4 separate regions of the Mus musculus genome follow, and all the other regions are linked to region 1. A link is a contact called in public Hi-C data. All regions are on one chromosome and are shown on one strand. Each heading gives the region's core, a stretch centred on a gene start, on an enhancer-like site or on the middle of the called end of the contact. The rest is flanking DNA. Distances are from core to core; before and after follow the strand shown.

Region 1 (6,309 bases), core at 1,769-4,268:
ATATGAACAATGTGAACCAGTCAGAAGAAAATGTGATCAGTAGAAAGGGGCATTGGAATTACCAAGTTAGAACTTCAGTGCTGTTAGAATTTTTTTTTCAAAAAAGGAACATTAACAAAATAGAAATAAAAGGAAACTCTAAAACACTAAGTGGAACTTTTAGAACTGAATCTTCAGTGACTATGAAAAGAAAATAAACCATAATAATTGAGGTTAACTTTAGATGAGATATGTGGGAGAAAAAAATGAGTGGGCCTGAATACAGGAACATCACAGTTGTCTACCCTGAATTATACTGAGATTTATCCTAGCCAAAATGCCAGAAACTGATACTGAAGAGAATTGTGAGCAGAGCAGAAAAGGAGTCTGATGCTTCCTAGAAGTCTCTGGAATGACATTTGTGATGTCCTCAGTGAAAAATTATGTCATCTTACAATTCAAGACCCAGCTAAATTATTCATAAATTATGGTTAAAATAAAAACAAGCAATGTGGTGGTTTGAATGAAAATTGCCCCTGTAGGCCCACAGGGATTAGCGCTATTAGAAGGCGTGACCTTGTCAGAGAGAGACCTTGGAGGAAGTGTGTCATAGGTGGGTTTTGAGATTTCAGATGCTCAAGCCAGGCTCAGTGTCATTCTCTCTTCCTGTTGCCTGGTGATCCTGATGTAGAACTCTCAGCTACCTCTCCAGCACTATGTCTGCCTATGGGTTACCATCCTTCCTGCCATGCTGATAATGGACTAAACCTCTGAACTCTAAGCCAGCCCCAATTAAGAGACTATGAATTTGAAAGAGCACAAACAGGTACAGGTTCATTGGAGGAAGGAACGGGAAGAAGAAAATAATGTAATTGTAATAAAAAATTTTAGTTCTGTTTTAGTATTCCCTGTTTGGCATTAACGTAAAAACCTTTCTTCCTTTAATGATAGTTTTCCTTAGTATTTGAACACATTTTTTCATACCTGCCTCTGTCTGTCAGGCACATCGTCAGCATCCTTTCACATACAGTGCTTGTTGCCTTTTTTTTTTTTCATGTCTATATAATAGCATTTTCTTATTTCTCCCTTTGTCTCATAGTGCGACTGAAAACTGGGCATTTTAGGTCGTCCTTTTTGTAGGAATTCTAAATGCCAGTTCTCTTGGAGGACTTACAGTTTGGGCTTGTTAAGTAAATACAACTAAGTATTTTACTAAAATGGATTTCTCCTTACATTACTCTTTAGAGACCTGGCTTTGACATTTTCACAGTTATCTAACAATGACAGTGCTTTCTAACAGGGATTTCTTTCTACCTTCTAGTGTTGGAGAGTGTACACATATATGAGTGGGTGCATGCATGTAGGTGTGTGGATCTGTGGGGCCAGAGATATAAGGTGTTATTCCTTAGGCTCTGTCTGCCATTTTCATTGAAACATGGTTTCTCATAAGTCAGGGACTCTCACCACCTAGGCTAAGGTCAGAAAGCCCCTGAGATCATGCTGGCTCCACCTCCCCAATTTTGGGATTACTCACATGCGTTACCTCTGCTACCTATACATTAGTTCTGGGAACCAGAGTCAGGTCCCTGTACTTGAAAAACAAGCACATACCAACTGAGCTATCTCCCAGGCCCTGGCTAGGTCTTTCTTTGATTTTCTATTAAGCCAGTCTGCTTCTGTATGACACCAAGCTATTGAACTCCACCTACTGTCTGCTGATTTCTCTATAGATTTCAGCAATGTCCTGGGGACAGAGAATTGCTTCACAGTTTGATCAGCTAAATGCAGGCACACTTTCTGTGAGTAGTCTTTGAGGACCCCTACAGAGTTCTTAGCTGTTTCTTTGTTGCTGCCTCCTATACTACATGGTCTATAGTTAGCCTGCTGCTCTCACAGAGCTGCTCACCATCTTGCAATTACCAGCATCTCCATTATTTTCAATTTTTTTCTTAGATTTGAACTAAGAAAATCACACTCTCTCATAGATAATATCAGGTACACTGAGGAGGAATTTGCAGCTCTCTGTTGTTATGGCAGCCTGTCGGCAAAATCTCTGGTCCACTATTTCAGAGCTGCCAGTGGTACCAGGGATCCAAATCACATGTTCTTGCTTCTTGAGCAGAACTCTGGACTAAGGAAAGAAACTCTGTTCTCAACTTTTCTCTTCTGACCTTGTATACTATACTTAATGAACAAGCTGGGAGAGAGTGAGCATGATCAGCCCGCTCACCAGAATTAGGGCGTCCATCCTGTGAATAGGGACAAAGGACAGGAATAGCACAGACTTGGGAGTACATAAGAAATGCATGTGGTCTGCATGCTGCTATGTCCCTGTTACTAAGTAATTCTCTGTTTTTCTGGTTTTTATTGATGCTTAGCTTACTAGATAACTGCATCCATGAATTCTTTAAGCTGACTTTTTTTTTTGAAACAAGAATCTTTTGAAATATTTTAAAAATAATTGGATTTATTGACTTCTTTTTTTGGAAGCTAGCCTTAGACGGACAAAGAAAGACAAAGACATTACAAAGAACAAGCCTGACATTCTGTAGGCACGGGCATTGTCTGAGAGGGATTTGTTCTAAAACACTAGTTTATTTAAATCTTAAAATAAATTTGCTAAAACAAAAATTCTCAGGCCATAGTTGCACTTAATAAATTAAAACTGGGGATGGAGGTGGGAAGCAGGAACCATGAAACTGTTGAAATCCAATGCCCGTGCTAAATCTAAAGCTCTCTCAGCTAGTGAGAATAATAGAAATCTCACCTAATAAAATGGACCCACCCAACGTAAATATAAGTGAGTGCTTCACAGCAACATTTAGAAAAAATGTTTATCACTTTTAGGCTTTGGGAAAAGTTAAGCTAAAAACATAAAGAAATACTGTTTGATATAATGTTCATATGGCTGAACTTACAAAGGCAGATGATGCTGGGAACCGATGAGGTTTGGGGGAAACTTGAACCCTTGCCCATTCATTGCTCATGGCAGTGTAAAATGTTGTGGTCTCTATGAGATGTCCTGGGTGCACTCTGCAGCCTCTTGACCTCTGACACTAACCAGTTTGGCCTCTATTAGTCAGCATCTACTTCAGAAGGAAGCTTTGATGAAGGCTGAGATAAATCAATCTGTGGGTAGCATTAAATCATTAGTTGTCAGTGTACTTTGTCTGTCTAAGAGAATAATAGCAGGTTCTCCCCTAAGGCTTAGTTAGGGCCTGTCTAGCCACAGACTCTGGGCCCTGATTACAACACCAAGCATGGGCCCCATCTTGTGGGGTGAGTCTTAAAGCCAAAGACAGGCATTTCCTCTTCTCTCTCTTCACCATTTCACTGTGTCCAGATTGAGAATGAGGCCCACTGCCAGGACATCCTAGATGAGCTCACTGCATCTGGTGCAAGTGGATAGATTCTGCATGATTTCAGTGTTGCCCTCTCCGCAGTTTTCATTATGATTGGTCGTTTGGTTGGCTGATTGACTGAATTTTATATCCAAATCTCTACTTTCTAAATATGGAATATTTTCATACCATATTATAATATAGTATAAAATATCAATGAAATTAAAAATGAAGGAAATAAAGTTCCTATATTTTCAAGCATACTATTATCTCTAGATAAAATTTAACAATCTGACTTTCATAACTCTATTCTTATCAAATAATGATTTTGATCTTTTTAAACTTTTATCTGGAAAAAAGCAAGTTCCTATGCTTCTTGCATATAGTTTTAACTAATATGGCTCCCCAAACTGCATTTTATTGTTTGTAAGAGATGCTAAGTCCTAAAAATTAGGTAATAAATAATTATAGATCTTGTGTAAAACATTACTGTTTTAATTCTTAGGTAACTCACACTTTCTTTTATGGGATTTAAAAGATAAAATTCAAACAAAGATGTAAATTTGAAGGGTAAAGATTGCTTATTCACTTTAAATTTCTGTATTCATATTTTCAGACAGTTTGTGTGTTTATACTTTGGATAAGAAAGTAACCTATTACTTTTCTTGTAACAAAACATAATACTAAAGTAACATAAGGAGGGAATGGTTTATTTAAGCTCACAGTTTGAGGAGACAAGATGGGAAAGCATGGTGGCTGGAAATGAGGTGGCCGCTCACGTTGTGCTCACAGTCAGTAAGCAAAAATGAGCTGGTGTCAGCAGCTTCCTCTTTCGCCTCTTTATTTAGTGTAGGATCATAATCTACAGAAAGGATGATGCCACCTGTCTTAATCAGGGTTTCTATTCCTGCACAAACATCATGACCAAGAAGCACTTGGGGAGGAAAGGGTTTATTCAGCTTACACTTCCATACTGCTGTTCATCACTGAAGAAAGTCAGGACTGGAACTCAAGTAGGCCAGAAAGCAGGAGCTGATGCAGAGGCCATGGAGGGATGTTCTTTACTGTCTTGCTTATCCTGGCTTGCTCAGCCTGCTCTCTTATAGAACCCAAGACTGCCAGCCCAGAGATGGTCCCACCCACAAGGGGCCTTTCCCCCTTGCTCACTAATTGAGAAAATGCCTTCCAGTTGGATCTCATGGGGGCATTTCCTCAAATGAAGCTCCTTCCTCTGTGATAACTCCAGCTGTGTCAAGTTGACACAAAACTAGTCAGTACAATTGACCCCTTGTCAACGTGACACACAAACACATCAATAGTAAGCCTCAACCCTTAGTACTTATTCATCCCCAATATCTTAAACAACTTTAAAAGTCCCACAGTCTTTACATATTAAAAGTTTAATCCTTTTCTTATAAAATTCAAATTACTTTAAATTCAAAGTCTCTCAACTGTGGGCTTCACTAAAAACTTCCTTCAAGAGGGAAAAATATCAGGGCACAGGCACAATCAAAAGCAAAATCAATCTCCAACCGTCCAATGTCTGGGATCCAACTCATGATCTACTGGGCTCCTCCAAGGGCTTGGGTCACTTCTCCAGCCCTGCCCTTTGTAGCACAGACCTTGTCTTCTAGGCTCCAGCTCCCTGTACTCCACTGCTGCTGCTGTTCTTGATGGTCATCTCATGGTACTGGCATCTCCAAACACTGCTGTCTTGAACTAGACTTTACCAATAGCCTCTCATAGGCCCTCTTCATGGTGCCAAGCCTCATCTCCTTTCCATGACCCCTTCAGCCCTGGGCCATCAATTGCAACTGAGGCTGCACCTTCACCAATGGCCTTCCATGGCCTCTCACAGTGCTGAGCCTCAGCTGCTCTGCATGACCCCTTCATGCCTTCAAAACCAGTACCACCTGGGTAACTCTTACGCATTACCAAGTCCAGCCACAGCACAAGGTACAACCTTGGCTATCTCTGGAACACATCCTCTGTGCCCTCAGAAAACACTTCCCAGAAGATGTCACCTCAGTGATGCTGGTCTCTTCTCAATCACCTTTAATTTCTTAGCTCCAGCTAACCAGCATCAGTAGTCCCAGTAATGCAAAGTTTTTGCTTTAGTAGTTTTGGAATCTTGTTAATCACAGCTGATTCTTCAGCCCCAGCTAACCAGAACCACGGAATCTTCACAATCCAAAATAGCAATGGCCCTGAAAAAAGTCTTTCATCTTCCCTCTGAAATTTCACAAGCCAGGCCTCCATCTCCTGCACTGTTCTCAACATTATCTTCCAAGCTCCTACACAACATTTGACAGAGCTCTTAACACCGAATGGATCTTCTGGCCCAAAGTTCCAAAGTTCTTCCACAGTCCTCCCCAAAACATGGTCAGGCTGTCAAAGGAATACCTCATTATGCTGGTACCAATTTGTCTTAGTCAAGGTTTCTATTCCTGCACAAACATCATGACCAAGAAGCAGTTGGGGAGGAAAGGGTTTATTCAGCTTACATTTCCACACTGCTGTTATCACCAAAGAAAGTCAGGACTGGAACTCAAGCAGGTCAGAAAGCAGGAGCTGATGCAGAGGCCGTGGAGGGATGTTCCTTACTGGCTTGCTTCACCTGGCTTGCTCAGCCTGCTCTCTTATAGAACCCAAGACTACCAGCCCAGAGATGGTCCCACCCACAAGGGGCCTTTCCCCCTTGCTCACTAATTGAGAAAATGCCTTCCAGTTGGATCTCATGGGGGCATTTCCTCAAATGAAGCTACTTCCTCTGTGATAACTCCAGCTGTGTCAAGTTGACACAAAACTAGTCAGTACATCACCCACACTGAGGTCAGCCTCGTCTCAGGTAAATCTATCTGGAAATACCCTCATAGACACACCTATATTTGTTTTCTGTGTGGTTTTATATCTATTCAAGTTGGTAATGAAGTTTAGGACATGATGGGTGTTTGTGGTTAATAATTTCAATATGTAAAGACTGTGACTG
Region 2 (6,309 bases), core at 1,603-4,102, 460 kb after region 1:
CCTCACTCAGTGAAGCCACACACATAGGATACTTTCCTGGTTGCCATGTTAGTTCCTTTCCTGTTAGTTCTCAGTGAGCAGGCCTGTTTATGTTACCTCATCAAAACAATGGGCAATCAGCCATGTCAGGACTTCTCACTTCTGACCTCCCTGCATCTTTTACACCCATCCTTGCCCTACACAGTTTTGACTCACCGGTCTGCCAAACCCATCCATTAGATTTGGATGGTACCAGACTTTCAATCTGAAAAAGGACCAACTTAGGGGAAGAGTTGGGTTGACTTGGCTCCTTGTTTCTGGTGCTTCATGGCGGGGGTGATCACATCAGAGCTTCTTACTCTTATCTACCTACTGTACGTATATGAGTTAAACTTCTAGGCTTCTCTACTTCCTGCCCCATGTTCTGGTAATTATTCTACACTCTGATCAAAATTATTATACACCATGACTAAAAGTAATTGGGGGAGAGAAAGGTTTATTTGGTTCATGCTTCCACATCCAAAGTCTATCATTGAGTTCAGGAGAGGAACTTAACAGGGTGAGAATCTGGAGACAGGAATTGATGCAGAGGCCAGGGAAGAGTGCTGCTTACTTGCTTTCTCTCCATCGCTTATTCAGACTGCTTTCTTATAGAACCCAGGACCACTAGCACTGGGATGGCTCCACCCACAATGCACTGGGCCCTCCTCCCACATCAATCAGTAATTAAGAAAGTGTCCTACAGGCCTGCCTACAGCCCAACTTTATGGAAGCATTTTCCCAGTTAAGGCTACTTCCTCACTAATGACTCTAGCTCCTATCAAGCTGATGTATCTAGCTAGAACAACATCTTTTCAAACTCCTGTAAGAAAATCTCAAGTCACTTCACTAGCTTTTTCTAAAATATGATTTTTTATTAGATATTTTCTTAATTTACATTATAAATACTATCCCCTTTCCTAGTTTCCTCTCTGAAAGTCCCCTCCCCTATACCCTCCCCCTGCCCTGCTCCCCAACCCACCCACTTCTACTTCCTGGCCCTGGCATTCCCCTGTACTGGGGCATATAATCTTCACAAGACCAAGGGCCTCTCCTCCCATTGATGGCTGACTAGGCCATCCTCTACTACATATGCAGCTACAGACATGAGCTCTGGGGGTGCTGGTTAGTTCTTATTTTTGTTCCTTCTATAGGTTGCAGACACATTCAGTTCCTTGGGTACTTTCTCTAGCTCCTACATTGGAATAGATGACTGTGAACATCCACTTCTGTGTTTGCCAGGCACTGGCATAGACTTACAAGGGTCCTGTCAGCAAAATCTTACTGGCATATGCAATAGTGTCTCGGTTTGGTGGTTGTTTATGGGATGGATCCCCAAGTGGGGCTGTCTCTGGTTGGTCCTTCCTCCCATCTCAGCTCCAAACTTTGTCTCTGTAACACCTTCCATGAGTATTTTGCTCCCCATTCTAAGAAGGAACAAAGTATCCACACTTTGGCCTTCTTTCTTCTTGAGTTTTATGTGTTTTGCAAATTGTATCTTGGGTATTCTAAGTTTCTGGGCTAATATCTGCTTATCACTGAGTGCATGTCATGTGTGTTCTTTTGTGATTGGGTTACCTCACTCAGGATGATATCCTCCAGATCCATCCATTTGCCTAAGAATTTCATAAATTCATTATTTTTAATAGCTGAGCAGTACTCCATTGTGTAAATGTACCACATTTTCTGTATCCATTCCTCTGTTGAGGGACATCTAGGTTTTTTTCAGCTTCTGGCTATTATAAATAAGGCTGCTATGAACATAGTGGAACATGTGTCCTTTTTACAAGTTGGAACATTTTCTGGGTATATGCCCAGGAGTGGTATTGCTGGATCTTCTGGTAGTACTTTGTCCAGTTTTCTGAGGAACCGCCAAAGTGATTTCCAGAGTGGTTGTACCAGCTTGCAATCCCACCAGCAATGGCAGAGTGTTCCTCTTTCTCCACATCCTCCCCATCGTCTGCTATCACCTGGATTTTTTATCTTAGCCATTCTGACTGGTGTGAGGTAGAATCTCAGGGTTGTTTTGACTTGCATTTCCCCGATGATTAAGGATGTTGAACATCTAAAATATGAATTTTAAGGAAATGTTTCTACCTAGAGTTTCAAGCATTTTAAGTACAATTTAATTATGCCCTCATGACAGCAATATGTTTTGCATTGAGGCTTCATTTGGAATACATTTCCTCAGAACTGAAAGAAAAGGGATGAGCTGCATTTGGCCAGGCAGCTCTTCCCTGTGAGGTCCCTTCCCTTAGTGTACAATGTAACTGTGGGTGGAAAGCTCATGAAGTATTTAGTCTATAACCAATAGATATTTGACAGAAACATAGCAAACCAACATTGAGTTGAATGCTTAAAGATGTATGTTTCTTTCTCAATCCTTTCTACCTTATAATCATATCACAAAACTATAGTTCTCTAAACACTGACTCCTTGAGATGAAACCACCTGATGCCCTTTTATATTGCCACTGTTGTAGCTCATTTTAGCATTTAGTCAATATTTGGAAACTGTTACCAATGCTACTACGCTCTGGTAACTGGTGTTCACTGACACCCCTATAGTTTCAGCTCATTACCCCTGCAGGGTCTGACCATTCCAGTGTCTTCCTAGAGCAGTTTATCTCCTCAGCCACCATTTATTTCAGGCAGTGTTTATACTCAAATTCTTTCTCTCTAGTGTTCACTTCTCTGTCTTGGGGATCATCCTACCTGAGGAAAATTATATTCTGTCAGTCTTTTTCTTATCTTCTGGTCCTCCCATGTGGAAGGAAATATGGAGAGCAGCCCCACCACGTTTGTGTGAGGCTCTGAGGCTCTAACCCACACTTCCTGTGAGCTCTCCTCGGCATTAGCAAAGTTCTAGCTTGTGCACATCTTTCACCTCTATTACTAAGGACACACAGAAAAACATTTGGTATTCGTGCCATTTTTCTTACTTTTCGTCTTTAATTCTCTATCGTGATTCTTAGAAATGGAAGTGCTTTTCTTTTTCCGTTTTATCTATTCTTCTTACGTAATTATAGTCCTCCATTTCCTTTCACAAACACAGGGTGGATCTGAGCACATTTAAATCAAAAGAAAGTGTGTCTGAGTCACAGGCATACTGAAATGGCCTGACTGCTTGCTCTGTGCGCTATGTTTGAAATGCCATACTTCCCCCCAGTGGTCAAGTGTGAAATAACAACCTTTGCTGTATAATGCATTGGAAGTCTCTAAAGAGAGACCATTGTTGGAGATGTAGTCTCAGCTGCAATAGAAACCCAAGACTGGAGGATCATTGAGAGAAGCTGAGGCTTGGCACCATGTGACAATGTCAAAGTCCCTGAAGAGGCCAGACCAGTCCATTTTTGAAGATGCTGGCTCATCATTGTAGATGTCTGAACCAACTTGAGACAACCTCTGTGCACAGCAGCAGGTGTGGAGTGAAACCAAGCCCACCAAACAAGCTGTTTGTACTTCATATGCCAGAGCCAAAGAAGTGGAATTGCCAAAGCTCTTCAGAACATAGAAGTTCATGAGTGTCCCAGATGCTGGAAATGGAGCTCCAGGCTTGACTGGTAGGATAGATAATGTTGGTTGTATGTTGATTTGATTGGAACTGTGCTCTAACACTTCACTCCGGAAATCATGTGACATATCTTGGAATTTACAGGAGCCCATCGTTAAGAGACTGTATTTTTAAAGAGAATTTGAACTTCTAAAATGTTGTAAATTTTCAAACAATGGGGGGGGGTAAAGTTATTGTATGTTTTACTTGTGATACTAACATGAGATCTTGGAGATAGACAAGAAAGAAAAGATTATGGTTTAATAGTGATGTATTTGTGTGTCAAGTTGACAATGGTCAATTTGTGTTGGTTAATTTTTTTTCAGTTTGACAGAAACCTAACATACCTGGAAAGAAATTTCAATTAAAGAATTTATGTTGGGCATATCTGTGGATCATTTTCTTGATTATTTATTATAATGGGATGGCCCAGCCCACCCATCCCTGGACAAGTGGCTGTGTATAAAAGCAGCTGAACACACCAGTAAGCAGCATCCCTTCACAGTCCCTACCTCAGGTCCTGCCTCCTGGTAGCTGCCTGAGTTCCTGCCCTGACTTGCCTGTGATGCATCCTGATACAGGAGTTAGACAATGACACAGACTCTATCTTCCCCAGTTGTTTTTAGTCATGGTGTTTTAGCACAGAAGCATACTGCAAACTTGATCAAGTAGAATTCTACTACCATACAGCAAACAGTACAAATTAGGAAATGTGCATACATGCTATAGGAGACAGGAAGTAAAGAGATACAGTAAGAAACCACAGACCAAACAGACGGTGCAAATGCACACCTTCAGACCATCTTCTAAGAGCTGATTCGGTATAGACTCAACAATGGATTAACCCATAATGAAGTGGCACCCTCATGATTGCCTGTCAATAGTGCCACCAGCTGAAGAGCAAGCCTCAGTATATGAGCCTTTTGGGTAGATGTTTCATATTCAAATCATACAGAGATTGGCTTGGAGCAGGGCCTGCACTAAGCTCCGGTTGCAGTATCTGTGCTCTAGCTGATCACAAGCTTTGGTTGCAGCCACTAATCAAATGAGCATAACCACTTACACTGCTTCTGTTCCTCGGGCTCTTTGCAGTAAGTACTGCTAGATCACACTGTTGGAGTTCTCAGGACCTGTTCTGGTTCTAAAGCTATCCAATTTGAAGATATGTTTTGTTTACTTGTTTTGTTTTATTTTGTTTATAACTGCTGGAATAAAGTCTTCTCATGCATGTTGGAAAAACTTAAAACTCCAACCTCAACGGACCAATAAACACTCCTTTCTGCTAACTAGCTTACACAGTATCAGAAGAAGTCATGCAGACTACTTGAGGAGAAAAGACACCAAGCACTGGACTCTACAAGCAGCAATACCCACCCTATATATAGGCAAGATATACCAATGTTGCAATAGTAGAATGTGGCTATGGGAGTAACTGACCATTTTCTTTTTTTTATTCTTTATTTAGATTTATTTGTATTTCATGTGTATGACATGGTTGTCAGTGTGCATTTATGTATACCATGAGCATGGCTGCTGCCTGGAAAGAACATGTAGATACTGAGAACGAACCCAGGGCCTTTCCAAGCACAAGGGCTCTTAACCACTGAGCTATCATTCCAGACTCCACTCCCTCCCTCCCCTCAACAGCCTTCTGATTGGCTGTGACTCCTGCTCCCTAGGAGGAAGTTCATGCCAGGCACTCACTGTAGGCCTGGTCCAAAGCCTATGATTAGAGAACTCACAGGTTCTAGAGGACTTCTGCTGTATTATCAAATGGTCACACTGCCCAACTTCCTTATAAATAGTTACATTTATACTCGAAGATTTGTGTTACTTTCCGCCCTGATCAGAGAAATTTCTCATTGCAGTGAGTCATGCTTAAGGCCAGAGACTCACAGCTGGGCAATGTGCTGAGTGTAAATAACCATGAGTGCTCAGATACAAATGAGTCATCTATATCAGTCTTCCTCAGCCAAGGCTCAGGGAACTGTGGTGATTTGAATGAAAATGGCTCTCTGAGTGGCACTGTTTGAAAGAACATGTGGCCTTGCTGGAGTAGGCAAGATCTTATTGGAGGAAGTGTATCACTGGGGGTGGCCTTTGAGGTTTCAGAAGCTCAAGCAAGGCCCAGTAGCTTGCTCTTCCTGCTACCTGCCAATCCTGATGTAGAACTCTCAGCTACTAGCATCATGTCAGCCTGCATGTCACCATGCTTCCCACCATGATGATAATGGACTAAACCTCTGAACTATAAGCCAGCCCCAATTAAATGTTGTCTTTTTTAATTTTTATTTTATGTTTAATTTATTTTTACACTCCATATTCCATTCCTGACCCCATCCACCCTCTGACTGCTCCACATCCCACACCTCCTCCCCATCCCACCCCATCTCCATATAGCTGCCCCTACCTCCCACCCCACCTGACCTCTAAACTCCCTGGGTCTCCAGTCTCTTGAAGGTTAGGTGCATCATCTCTGAATGAACAACAGACCCAGAAGTCCTCTACTGTATGTGTGTTGGGGGCCTCATATCAGGTGATGTATGCTGACTGTTTGATAGTCCAGTGTTTGAGAGATCTCAGAGGTCCAGATTTATTGAGACTGCTGGTCCTCCTACAGAATTGCCCTTCTCCTCAGCTTCTTTCAGCCTTCCCTAACAACAGGGGTCACCTGTTTCTGTCTACTGGTTTGGTGCAAATATCTGCATCTGACTCTTTCAGCTGTTTGTTGGGTCATTT
Region 3 (6,309 bases), core at 1,220-3,719, 410 kb after region 1:
TTTATCCATAATGTCTCTGAATAAAAATCACTCATACACATAGTCACACATAGTCTCCCTTGTAGCTATAGTCAGAATTTACATTTGTAACAAAAATCCATAGGATTATAAAATTCAGCATCAAGTTAGAAAATCATGTGTTCAGTGGAAAAAAGAGGCTTGCCAACTTAAAATTAGGAAATGTGAATTACCAAATTTCTAATATGTTGGCTTCGTGAACTAAGACGCTGAACTGTATTTGAGATGTTTTAACATAAGGCACCAAAATATGAAGAATGTACACCATCATTTTTACAAGACTGGAGGAATTTAAACTGAGCATGTTATTTGGTGTAGCTTGAAGGTCAGTTGCCCTCTGCACAGTTCTTGCTAATGATCCGCAATGTGGTAAAATATTTGTGATAAACAACTGATCATAAATCATCACCGACTAAGCACAATGTTTAATTCAGCTGATCATTTTTACTTTCCTTTTCTTTTCTTTTCTTTTTTTTTTTTTTTTTTTGTTGTTGTTGCAATATCTTCTTCCTGTAAGTTGTCACACATCCAGGTGCAAACTCCTTATGCTATTGTAAGCTTATACTGCAGATAGCATTAACATGGGTCATTCAGGCCTTCAACATAGAACCTGTTTAATGGTTTCCCAGCCCATCTTATCCACTCCAACTGTAGCAACCATAGGCTTTCTCATTCTAAAGTATGGGACTTCCAAAGGGACAACTTTAAAACCACAGCAAGGGATGGGGAAGCTGTCTTTCTCCAGCTCATGTAGACTAGGGAAATGTGACACCAATTTGGCTCCATAATTATAAATATATAATGTATAATTGTAAGACAGAACCAGAGACTTCAACCTTGAAATGTAAAGCCCTCACATTAGAAGATGATCCACTCCCTTACTCAGCATGGAACTATGCAGGTCATCTTCATAGGATGGCATTCCCATTAATATGGAAGACACCAAACTAGAAATCTAGGCCATAGAGAGTTGCTAGAGTCTTCCTCATCTGTTTTGCTTTTTCAGGCTGCTTGGGGTGGAGGGTTACTGATGTCCCGGAAACACAAGTGGAAGCTGAGTGGAGTAGAGAGGTATGTGTAATTTCCTAGTCTGTAATGTAGAGTGTTAAAAAGCTACATAAAAGAGAACAGCACTCAACTTCTAAAGAAGGCTTGCAATGCCAACAATGCCTGTATTTATGAGCCTTGCCTAAGCCTAAGTGAAAAAAAAAAAAAAAAAACCATGGAGAATGTCTTTCAAAATTGGGGTGTGTCTCTAGAGTTCATTCCTTCCATCTTTGAATCAAACACCATGATTTTAAAACCTGCAAGCTGTCCACATTTTTCTAGAGAGATCTATTGCTTTCATGTTACCATAAGAGTAGTATTCACAGCTTTAAAGAAAGTAATACATAGTTTTATCAAAGTAGGCAAGCACCTTGTCATTTGTACTGCTGGAAGTTACCTTTGGGATTAGATATAGCCAGTTGAGTTGAAGTAAGACATGCCAGTAACTTCATTTTCCTGGCTTCATTCCACCATGACCCTTTTCTAACATAGCTTGGATTGATACAATAAGTAGCTTTTATTTGGGGCTAGTGCAGCAGACCATTGAGAAAGGCTGAAGAACACAAAGAAAGTAATATTTGATTAGCATAAAACATATGGAGGACCAAGGGGGGGGGATGCAGACTGCAAAATATGTCCTCAGGCTGTGCCTTTGCAACGCACCAGTTTTCCCATTACAGAAAGTCAACCAGAACAGCTACAGTTGTGAGTTCTGACACTCTGGACAACAGAGAAAGCCTTAAAACATTAGAGGCTGCCAACTGCCTACTGCACCCTGCCAAGCAGCCAGATACTGCCCAGGAAAACCTTCACCCTGGCTTTGCCCCTAGTATATCTTGGCACAAGTTCCATTTCAGGACTGGAGAAGAGGCTTCGGGAGCTTGGGAGCATCTGTCAGCACACAGAGAGGCCTGACCAGAGAGGATCTGTGTGATACCCGGCCTGATCACAGGCACAGAACCCATGACTGTTGATATGGGAGAGAAGAAGGCTGCAGATAGAGCTAAGCATGTCCTGTTCAATTAGCAGAAATAAGCATGGAGAAAAGTCAGGACAGAGCAGCCAAGCCCTGTGCCATGGAATGACTGTTCCTGAGTCTGCTGCCAGGAGCCCTGGCTGAAACATAGCAGGGTTAAGTCACTAGCACTATCTTTGTTCTGATTCCAAGGCTCAGGGGTGAGGGGAGATGAGAGCAGGTGAGCTTCCACCTAAGTTTTGCTAGAACCATACACACCTACCCAGAATTGAACTTGTGCTTTCAGAAGTGGCCAGTGCACAATACCTTCTATTCTCTGATTGTTTCTGACTGACAGAAAGTATAAGCATCTTTTATACTGCCTTTAATGCCTCCTCACGCTGCAAGTGCAGAGAATCATGGCACACCCCACCACCACCATCACTTGAAAGCTCACTAAATTACCTACCTGGAGCCTCAGAAAAGCAAACACCCACATGCTTTTGTACTGAAGACTATTATTTGAGAGGAAAGCTCAGATTATTCATCTTGGAACATGGAGTCCTTTGTGGTTTTGCTGCCACAATTCTCAAAATCAGATTACAACTAAATTTACCAAACATAATAGCCAAGGATGAAATACTCATAAATAAGGCCACTGCCATGTCATGCTTTGAGTGTGAAGCTGATGGTAACTATCTTGGAGTTTCTTAGTGTGATGTGCACTCTCTTTGGGGAATAAGATCACAGAACTGTTGGAAATTGCTGGAGCACAATTGTATGTGGGCTTAAGTTTAGGAAAGAAGCGTGCCTAAGTTGGAGAAATAAATTTTCTGTAAGTATTAAAAGTTAAAGCTTATGACTCACTCTAGAGGAAAAGGAAATCCATGATCCATTGCTTCTCTGTGGTTTCAGGGCATTCCTGAGTGACATTCACAGCCTAATAGCAAAGCATTGTCCAACATCCTGTTTGGGAACAAACCAAATCCTTCAGATGACTCTCTTTCTTGCTATCACTACCTTTCCTAGAGCCAGCAGAGCCAAGAAGATGTGCTAGGAGCCTAAATACTCCAGAGCATGACTGACATTATAAACCAACTCTTTAGTCCCTTCTCCAGGCCAGGGGATTTAATGGCTCTCTGAGAGTTGTAGTAAAACAGAAGTGGCAGCATCACTTGCCTTTGATCCTATTTGAGGGCCAAGGTAAGCATTCTGATAAGGAAGTTGGAGGAAGAAATGGTCCTTCCTAGATCTCATCATTTCAGGCAACATGTGCCAGCCATCAGCTCTGGAGCTTAGCATCATCTAGGGAGGGTATTCCCTCTGAAGAGCAGAGATGTTTGGTAAATGTCCTTGGAAAAAAGTTAAGTTCAGTCTGATTGGAGGGTAGGGTATATTTGTGGCCTTCCATGTATGTATAGGTAGGGCAGAAAAGTTGTAGAAATACAGAAATCCTGTCCATGGAGTTAGCAGAATATCTTCCACAAATGTAAGTCACCAGGAGTGCTGTCCGGATGCCATGGACCCCTGAGCTGGATTGTTCACTGGCTTAAATAAGATCCGGGGTACAATAAGTACCATCATTCATCATTTCTTCCCAAGGATCTCAGACCCTGATTGGAGAGTTACAGGAGCAGCAAGCTAGGGCACTGTGGACACAGCTGCTATGAGCTGTTCCACTGCCTTCCTTCCTCCTGTGGGTTCTTTATACAAAACATCATGTTAAGCATTGAGCTTGCTTAACAAATATGGAATTTTTGCAGTTGCTTTCTCTGGGCACTGAAGGGAGAGGTTGGAGTAGAGCAGTGGGAGTGAGGGAGAGATGCTAAAGAACATGAATAGTACCCCGGAGCTCTTGACTCTAGCTGCATATGTATCAAAAGATGGCCTAGTCGGCCATCACTGGAAAGAGAGGCCCATTGGACATGCAAACTTTATATGCCCCAGAACAGGGGAACGCCAGGGCCAAAAAGGGGGAGTGGGCGGGTAGGGGAGTGGGGGTGGGTGGGTATGGGGGACTTTTGGTATAGCATTGGAAATGTAAATGAGCTAAATACCTAATAAAAAATGGAAAGGAAAAAAATTATAAATAAATAAATAAATAAATAAATAAATAAATAAATAAATAAATAGAAAAAAAAAAAAGAATCAGGATCTAGGGACAAATTAAATTAAACCAAGTGAAGCCAAGAAGAGGAAGTTCCAGGACAGGCCCAAGAGCAGAGTAGATCATTCAGAGACCAAGAGGCAATCTGTATAATGGAGACAGTAAAGGAAGGGAAGGGACACAGGCTGAACACAAGCCACCCTGAGGCATTGCTAGTCATGTGCTGTGGTTTGGGAATTTCAGCTTTAAGGAAAGAGGGTGCTGACAATTTAGGAACAAGAAAGATGGAGACTGTATATAAACAAAACTGTGAAATAATTCCAATGACAAGGATGGGGGTGGGGGTCAGTTAAAACTATCCAGATTAAGCTAATTGCAATGATTATTAAAGAAATATGTGATCATAATGTCTCTGAGTTGTACCTCTTAGAGCCACAGTTACTGAAGGAGCAAAGCAATGCATAGGAATGGGGACAAGTTGTATTGGAAACTTGAATGTAAGGTGGGTATGAGCAACCATATCCATAACTCCAGTACTCAAGAGGCAGAGGGTAACAACTTTGAATCATCATACGCTTTGTAGTGAGATGCTATTTCAAGGAGAAAAAAAAAAGTAAGAGAGGAAAAAGGGAAAGAACAGGGAGAAGATAGCAGAACCTCTCCTATATGGGCCACATTGCACACACATCATGTTAGAGGAGAGATGGTCTCAGAGGAATAGCAGAAGCTTCTGGAGGGACATATGAGGAGGACAAATGTCATCAAAGAAAGGACAGACAATCAATGCAGTAATGATCCCTCACACAGGCTACTGTGACAAAGTAAGAAGCAGGGATGATAGACACTCAAGGGTGACTCTTTCAGTGATCTGGTCAATAGTGGCTAAAGACAGGACTCTGAGTTATGACCCAATCACCCTAAGGGCCCTGAAACTGTCATACAGGCAGATGTATGCTACATTGGAGGTGCTGAGAAGGAAAAGGATGAAGGTTATTCACCATCCCTCCCTGTGAACAATGGAAGATGGGGTGTCATCCTGGAGCAAGGGAAAAGGACAGCAAACTGGAAGCTCTGAGGGACAGAACCTCAGTAGTCTGAGCCTGATGTCGGACGCCATCCTCTCATGTGATTGTCTTTTAGGGCCAACTCTGTGACATGGAATCCTCACAAGATGATGGGTGTCCCCTTGCAGTGTTCAGCTCTCCTGGTTAGAGAGGAGGTAAGCTTTCCCTGACTCTGGGGCCAATCTAGGGGCAGATCTAACTTCTCATATAGAGGTTCAGGTACTTATGATTCCCACGGAGAGCCCTGCTGAACTCTCTTTAGTTGGATGCCTAGAGGGGAGAAGAAGACTGAACTCTCAGCCTTCAGAACTGAGACCTTGACTTCATCTGCATGTTTTCTTTAAACTCCTTTCCTCAGCTCAGATCCCCAGTGCACAGACTTTCTATGTCCCCCTCTCAGAAAATTAAATCTACAATTTGTTTATGGAACTATAAGAAGTAGTTTTTAACCATAGGAAATATATACATGATAAAGAATTAAAGTTAGGTGTTAGGATTTACATACATATGCATGGATATAAATGCACATGTATATTGTATATCTCATATTTAGATCTGAATATCATATTCAGAATGTAAATTCATCTGCATATGTATTTACAAGGAGAGTAAGTGAGGGCCACATTTATTCAAGGTACTTAGATGTTTGCAAAGTCTGAAATAGATTCCTGTTGGCAAACATCTCTACATCTCCCTTCATGGTTCCTGGATACAGTCATGGTCCTCACCTTACATTCATTGTTACACCATTAACAAAAGCAAAATAAAAGTCAAGTGTGGGGACCACACTCATCATCCTAGCACTAAGGAGACTGAAATAGCATTGCTATGGTTCAAGTCCAGCCTAGGCTACAGAGCCAGACCCTGCCTAGAAACAAACAACAGAACCAAGCAAATCAAAGAAAAGACTAAATCGAGGAGTGTCAACTCATCCTAATTAAATGTTATCATGTTAAAATCGTGATGCTACATTTCATTATCATGACTTTTACATATCTAACTTTACTTGCTTTAATAATATTTCACTTCTTTTAAACTATATAGATAAATTTAGACTCACACAAAATCCTGTTATTTAGAGGTAACTATCATTACTGTCTTTAAATATATTCTCCTAC
Region 4 (6,309 bases), core at 1,370-3,869, 300 kb before region 1:
TCTACTTCCTTTTAGAAAAAGTACATGTACTAACACATGCTCTGTGAATAGACTACCTTCAGAGAAACGCATGAACCAGTAAACATGAAGCTCTCTGGAAAATGCTTACAACCTCAGCCAGACTACAGACTACAGAGGACGGTTAATTGGTGGTGGTGTTTTAAAATAAAAGTTATTTTAAATAGGGGAAAATTAATTGTGAAAAATTCAGGCAAACTACCATACAGTTTTCAGCAAAAGGAGAGATTCAATCAAACAAAATGCACCTCGTGAAGTCAAGAGCAGATTACTAAATTGCTTAAATTCATTTCCATCTCCACATGCAGGCACAGCCTGAGTCACAGCTCAGTCCAAAGCTGGGTGCTTATGAAGGCAAATTATCTGTCTTGGGTCAGCAGGGTTCCATTGCACATAGAGCCACCGCAATTTTAAAAGTGCTAAAATTCTACAGCATTTCAGTATGTGTCCTAAGCCAGAAAGAATTTGCCATGATATAAATAGGGCCCAGGAGAACCCTATTAAATCTGCAGCATTGCAGGAAACACGAGGGCAAAGCAGTGCATGCTGTTCATCTGGCTTTTCCCAGCTATGGCATGCAATTACACATGGTAAGGGACAGCTTGGAGAGGCTCACACATCTAGCTACACATCTGGTCAGGGTTGGCCTTAGGAATCACTCTTTTCAACCTTTGTACTCATCCTGTGTGCTTAATTCAGCTACTTGTCCTTGAGTGAAGCAAGCACAGAAGAGACACTTATGGAAGGGAAATAATATACTGTATACTGGTGTTTAGAAGTATGTACAGAATGATCTGTCATGCTGTGATGTTCCCCAGTAGCCTGTGTATGTGTCATAAACATACTATTCCTCTGGGAAAATGGATGCTCCATTTACTCTGCTTGGATTTGTGTGTGTGTGTGTGTGTGTGTGTGTGTGTGTGTGTGTGTGTGTGTGAGAGAGAGAGAGAGAGAGATAGAGAGAGAGATAAAGACAGAGACAGAGAGTCAGAGACAGAGCACTGTATCTCATAAACCTATATGAGTAGTTATATGCTGAGATTTTAACAAATTAACTATAGCACATTAGCGCATGCACCAGGGAAGCAGATCTTCACCTTTCCCTCTGGCCCACTAAGTCCAATTTCCCATACTCCTCCTTCTTAGGTAGCAGACCTTCACCTGTGTTTGTTCTGACTCTCTGTCCCTATTCTATGGCACTAACTACATCCTGGTGGAATGTTCTCCTTTACTCTCTCCTGTGGAGCTGCTCAGTCCCCCACCCCAAACCATCCCCATTTAAGTGTCAGCTCCCAATACCAGAAACACATTTCACCAGGGAAGCACAGTATCCACAGAAGAATTTCCTATCAGGCAACACACAGCCACCACACTCTCCTAAGAATAAGAGGGCAACAGAAAACAAAAGGAAAAAAATCCACCTAACAAAGAGAAGACCAAATATCAGCACCTTGAACTACAATCTTCCAAATCCTAGATACTTACAATCCAGAATGAAAACACATTCATTAGCATCTAGGATGATAAGTCTCCTTTGAAGCCCAGCAACCCCAACACAGCAGACCCTCAGTATTCCAACATAGCTTAAAAACAAGAAAAAGACCTTGAAACAGCCTTTATGAATATAATGAGGTACTTAAAGAGGGAACAAATAAACCCCTTTAAAAAATCATCTGCAACACAGCAGTGGAAGGAAATGAAAAGAACAGTTCAAGACCTGAAAGCAGAAATAGAATCAATTAAGAAACCCAACTGAGGAAAATCTGGAAATGAATAAATTTAGGAATTTGAGCAGGAAGCTCAGAGGCAAACCTCACTAGAAGAATATAAAAGATGGAAGAGAGAGTCTCAGGCATTCAAGACACAGCAGGAGAATAGAATATATTGGTAAAAGAAAATGTTTAAACTCTAAAACTCCTGGCACAAAATATCCATGAAATATTGGACACTGTGCAAAGGCCAAATCTAAGAATAATAGGCATATAGGAAGGAAAAGAAACACAAGTCTAAGGCTCAGAAAACATTTTTTTAACAAAAATCATAGAATAAAATTCTCATGATCTAAAGAAGGAGATGCCTATCAAGGTACAAGAAACATACAGAACACCAAATAGCTCAGACTAGAAAATAAACCCACGTTAGCACATAATAATCAAAGCACTAACTGTATAGAACAAAGAGAGAATATTAAAGCTCCAGGGGAAAAATGACCATGGCCCAAGAGTTACACTTGACATCTCACTGGAGACTCTGTAAGCCAGAGGGACTGGGTAGATGTTCTACAAATTCTAAGATACCACAGATGGCAGCCCAAGCTACTATACCTAGCAAAAGAAAGCTATTTTGTTTGTTTGTTTGTTTGTTTGTTTGTTTTTCTGACTTGACAGCAAAAGCCTGGCACTTTAATTGCCTCCTACTCTGAATTCTTTACACATCATACAGATTCTGCAAGGGCATCTATTGGGCTCATTTTATCTCACAGTCTGTTCTATGTAAGGTTCAAGGTGAGCAGTGGATTTTGGTAACTCCCTTGTTTCTGATCAGCAGTGGCTCTTTGTCTTGTTTTCTTTCTGTGCTACATAGAATTGACCACTTGAGTGCAGCATTGAGTTGGCTTGAACTAAACTACTGTCACCAAGCAAGCGATCTGAACTCTGAAGGAGCTGACAGACAGGAAATGAATAATTCTCCACGTACGTCACTGTCTCAAAAATGACAGTGGGCTTTGCTACAGAAATTTATTTAAAAGCAGAACACCCTTGTGTGCCCCTTGTGGGAGCTTTTGACAATAAATGACTTGTTTTTTGATAGTTTTAAGAAGAAAACTCACATAGCAAATCGGAGTCAATGCACAAGCCACAATGGAAAGCAAGATTAGCTCTGCATTTGTTCATGATATGAAAGGGCACATCTGTTCTGGTGACCAAACATTCCCTCAGTCCTTAGGGTTCAACATACCTGAAGGAAAACGTTCCGTAAGTCAGATTTTCTCAACAACAGGTTGATAGCTGTGTTTTACTTAGTCAAGCAGTTTCCTGAAATGCCCAGTGCACTGTACAGATGCTGCAGTCTCCCAAGATTCCAGCGATGGCTGCAAATAGAGGCTAAGATGGTCTACTGAGCTCAAAGCCATGCCTCTGCAGGAATCTGACAGTCAAAACCAGAGTCCTACTGCTCTGTAAAACAAAATGGAGCCTGATGTTCCAAAAGCTGGGAAAGAACCAGAACCAGCCCTGGGAAGGACATTGTTCTTCAGAACCTTAGCCTTGTCTCTACTTTTCTCCAGGATCTGAAAAATAGAGTATGTTTTAATAGTTGGTGTCTCCTGAAACTCCAATGGAAATGTGTAATGAGGGATGGGAGTTTCTCTATAATTCTAAATTCTGTTTACCTAGTCTCTGGTTTATTATAAGAGTGTTTACGACTCATTTGCTAATCCAGTAGACATCCTCTGAATATCTAGCATGTATCCAGCACAGAGGAGACAAAGATGAAAGAGAGATTGAGGCTGTGTACTAAAGAGTTCCACAGTATAGGGAAAACAAAACATACACCTGAAAATAACTATAAACGTGCTGATTTCATTCAGGCTCTGACACCATTATCCTTCTACAGATTATTATTGTGTAATAATAACTAAATTATGCTTCAGAGGGTAATCTCAGAGAACAGAGGTCTAATTTTCTGGATGAGAAAGGTGCATTCCAGGGTATAAGGGTTGTGGTCACATAGTTGGTGTAAAATCCACAAAAGGAGTTGGATCATTTCCACTGACAAGAATATCATTCCAGAATGGAGGACTGTTGCAGAGATACACTGCAGCCTGCATTTCCCTGGAAACTCTAAGTGCTCAGTGGAAACCTTTAGTAGATAGGTGTTTATTGACCTTATTTTAAGATTTCTCCTGGCTTCCTTTGTCTGGACATGTCTCACCACTACGTTCTGTACTGCTTAGTCTCTGAGATTCTTAGTGGGCCACAGAGGGCCCTGACTTTTCATTGGCACCCAGTTTCCTAAGCTTTGGTGCTGGAACTTGGTTTTGGACAGATTAGTAAACATTTGCACTAGCGTATGAGAATTCAACCCTATGTAATTTTGCTTCCTTACTATGCCCAACCAACATCATTTCCCTATCTACATTTAACAGCATTTCTCAAAAGTCAGTGGGAAAGCTGATACCTCATGCTGGACAGGTTTAACAGCAGCACTTGTCAATTTCCAGGCTATAAACACTTTCACCATGGGCGCTCTCAGGCTGCCCATGTTTCAGTGGGGAGCTGTGGGGAAAACATGCAGCAGAGAACAGCTTCACAATGGTCACTCCAGGGCAGCTTCTGCAGACTGCTGCCCGGGTGAAGAAGGAGACTCAGCAATGACCTGCACTATTCGCCCTGACAGGCACACCTTCCTGTGGTGATATGAAGAGAAACACAAGGTGTCTCTTGTGGATTCAGTTTAAAAAATTAATTAATTAATTAATTATTGGCCAGTATTTAGGCTAAGTGAAAGGCAGCATTTCACATTGTTTAGAGTAGAGAGAAAACCACAAAAATATAAAATTAGCTTGCTAAATTAAAAAGACACAAAAGAAAGGAGGCAAACAACTGTGATCACCTTGTAATTAGAATTCTGTAACACCTTCTCCCTTCCAGGCACCTTTGTGAACTTAATAGCAGAACTCCCAGGTAAGATTATTGATGGGAGTGTGGCTGAAAAACAATAGATCCCTAAAAGATTTGAACCTACAAACTCTGATCATTATATCAGGGGCTTAGAGGGGGGTTTGTTTCTCTAAAATTCATATGCATAAATCCTAAGTCCTAGCTGACATTGTTGGGAGATGGCATCTTTGTAGTCAAGTTCTTAAAAGTAGAGCCCACACAGCTGGGGCTATTGGGTCCTTATTGGGGGTGGGAGGTTGTAGTCTGGCCTTCATGTGAAGACACCTCAGGAAGACCCCACTCTGCAAGTCAGAAAGTGCAGGAGGTGCTGCCCAAATGCCCCTTCATCTTGACCTAGAACACAGAAGTGTAAGAAGTTGAATGTTTGCTGTTTAAGATGACCAGTCTTTGGTTATTTGTTATTGCAACTTGAACAAAGACTATAAGTATTGATCAAGCACCCATTTCTAGATAACTACATATTTAGAATTTCAGGGGAAAAAAAAAGACTCAAATAATATAAAAACCAAAACTAAAGTTGTTTTCTATGAAAATGATGCAGTAATGTCAATGCTCTGCTCTATTCCCTGGCCAAGAGTCTGGAGCTGTAGAGAGAGCAAGGGGAACATAGTATATTTCTGAGCAGATCAGATCCCAGGCCGAAGTAGGCTCAGCTGTTCTAGGACAAACCTTTTGCCACTGCTCAGAGGAGATTTATTCTGTAACAGAACACTGCTTTTGCCAGCCCAGCCAGAGTCAGCCCAGAAACCACAGTTCACAAACACCAGGTGTGGCCTTTCATATTAACTCAAGACCAAGGAGAGTCTTCATTTACATCCTTGCAGACTCTGCAGGGGGAGGGTGGCAGATAGTTTCAGGCAATCCCTTCTGCAATGCCATCTTTGGAGGACCAGGTCTGTACTTCAGTAACTTTCTTATGAGAGTTTCATAGCCATCAAAGAAATCATGTCTCATAGCATCCCTCAGAAGGCTCATACAAAGTCCACACACATGCTCTATGTCCATGGCCACATGATAGCTGCTACATTACTTTCTGAATAACCCAAGAAATTTGTGTTTACATTTAAATTGCATTTCTAAACAGGGCTTCCTGATTTTTGTTGTCTATATTAATAACATCAAATAGTTTGATGTAAGGAGGTTTGCTTTATCCTGCATGCCCAGTCTGTATAAGGATACTTCCATGAAAGGCAGCTAAGTTTGGGGACTGTGTAAGCATGTCTGTGTACTGGATGCTTGGTCTCTTATGTGGAAGTGTAGATGTGCTGGGGGTACCACATGGTAATTAGTCATGGAGTATCTACCTTGGGTGATAGCTAGTTTCCCTGGGGAACACATTTAGAAAAATACTCAGTTTCTTGAGTCTAGCTAGGCTCTTGTGAAGCAATTTCTTCCTCTTATAGTTGCTCCTACCATGATGCCATCTGCCTTACTGTGATGTAACTAGACTATCTTCATAAGTGGAGAAACTCACCCCTAAGCGTCCAGCCTCTAAGACTGTGAAATAAGGAACCTCTTTTCTAGGTTTTGCAAGATCACTCAAAAGGTAAAGGTGCTTGCTACCAAGAATAAGGATGAAGGTCAATCCTCAAGACCAACATGGTAGAAG

What was found. A called contact is a pair of places that touch in the nucleus more often than the background predicts.
Region 2: a contact with region 1 is called in a Hi-C map of the N1E-115 cell line, with 10 times the contacts expected there. The contact joins two enhancer-like sites. A contact is called at or near these places in 3 of 484 Hi-C or Micro-C datasets (the HPC-7 cell line, the N1E-115 cell line and group 2 innate lymphoid cells).
Region 3: a contact with region 1 is called in a Hi-C map of the N1E-115 cell line, with 2.5 times the contacts expected there. The contact joins two enhancer-like sites. A contact is called at or near these places in 1 of 39 promoter capture datasets (cranial neural crest) and 1 of 484 Hi-C or Micro-C datasets (the N1E-115 cell line).
Region 4: a Hi-C map of the N1E-115 cell line shows a contact between it and region 1, with 7 times the contacts expected there. The contact joins two enhancer-like sites. A contact is called at or near these places in 5 of 484 Hi-C or Micro-C datasets (the G1E-ER4 cell line, the N1E-115 cell line, embryonic stem cells and 2 more), 2 of 115 datasets of contacts at active chromatin or transcription factors (embryonic basal ganglia and embryonic stem cells) and 1 of 9 other capture datasets (pancreatic islet).

What each region holds. Positions count from the first base shown.
Region 1 is chr2:22,254,028-22,260,336 of GRCm38.p6, forward strand. The region is part of intron 3 of Myo3a (myosin IIIA); the gene reads left to right. Among named protein-coding and RNA genes, the nearest start is that of Myo3a, 30 kb to the left of the region's middle. Within about 2 kb of position 3,019, at least 3 of the 459 cell types and tissues checked have an H3K27ac peak or open chromatin away from gene starts, as enhancers often do. A contact at or near this core is called in the N1E-115 cell line, where this site is marked.
Region 2 is chr2:22,718,864-22,725,172 of GRCm38.p6, forward strand. No RefSeq gene overlaps it. Among named protein-coding and RNA genes, the nearest start is that of Apbb1ip, 52 kb to the right of the region's middle. Within about 2 kb of position 2,853, at least 80 of the 459 cell types and tissues checked have an H3K27ac peak or open chromatin away from gene starts, as enhancers often do. A contact at or near this core is called in the N1E-115 cell line, where this site is marked.
Region 3 is chr2:22,668,677-22,674,985 of GRCm38.p6, forward strand. It overlaps Gad2 (glutamic acid decarboxylase 2), which reads left to right. Exons shown (of 16, transcript NM_008078.2): 11 at 1,025-1,089; 12 at 5,268-5,346. Among named protein-coding and RNA genes, the nearest start is that of Mir3967, 18 kb to the left of the region's middle. Within about 2 kb of position 2,470, at least 34 of the 459 cell types and tissues checked have an H3K27ac peak or open chromatin away from gene starts, as enhancers often do. A contact at or near this core is called in the N1E-115 cell line, where this site is marked.
Region 4 is chr2:21,955,927-21,962,235 of GRCm38.p6, forward strand. It overlaps Gm39767 (a long non-coding RNA gene), which reads right to left. Exons shown (of 6, transcript XR_866004.1): 2 at 2,977-3,194. Among named protein-coding and RNA genes, the nearest start is that of Gm39767, 5.1 kb to the right of the region's middle. Within about 2 kb of position 2,620, at least 68 of the 459 cell types and tissues checked have an H3K27ac peak or open chromatin away from gene starts, as enhancers often do. A contact at or near this core is called in the N1E-115 cell line, where this site is marked.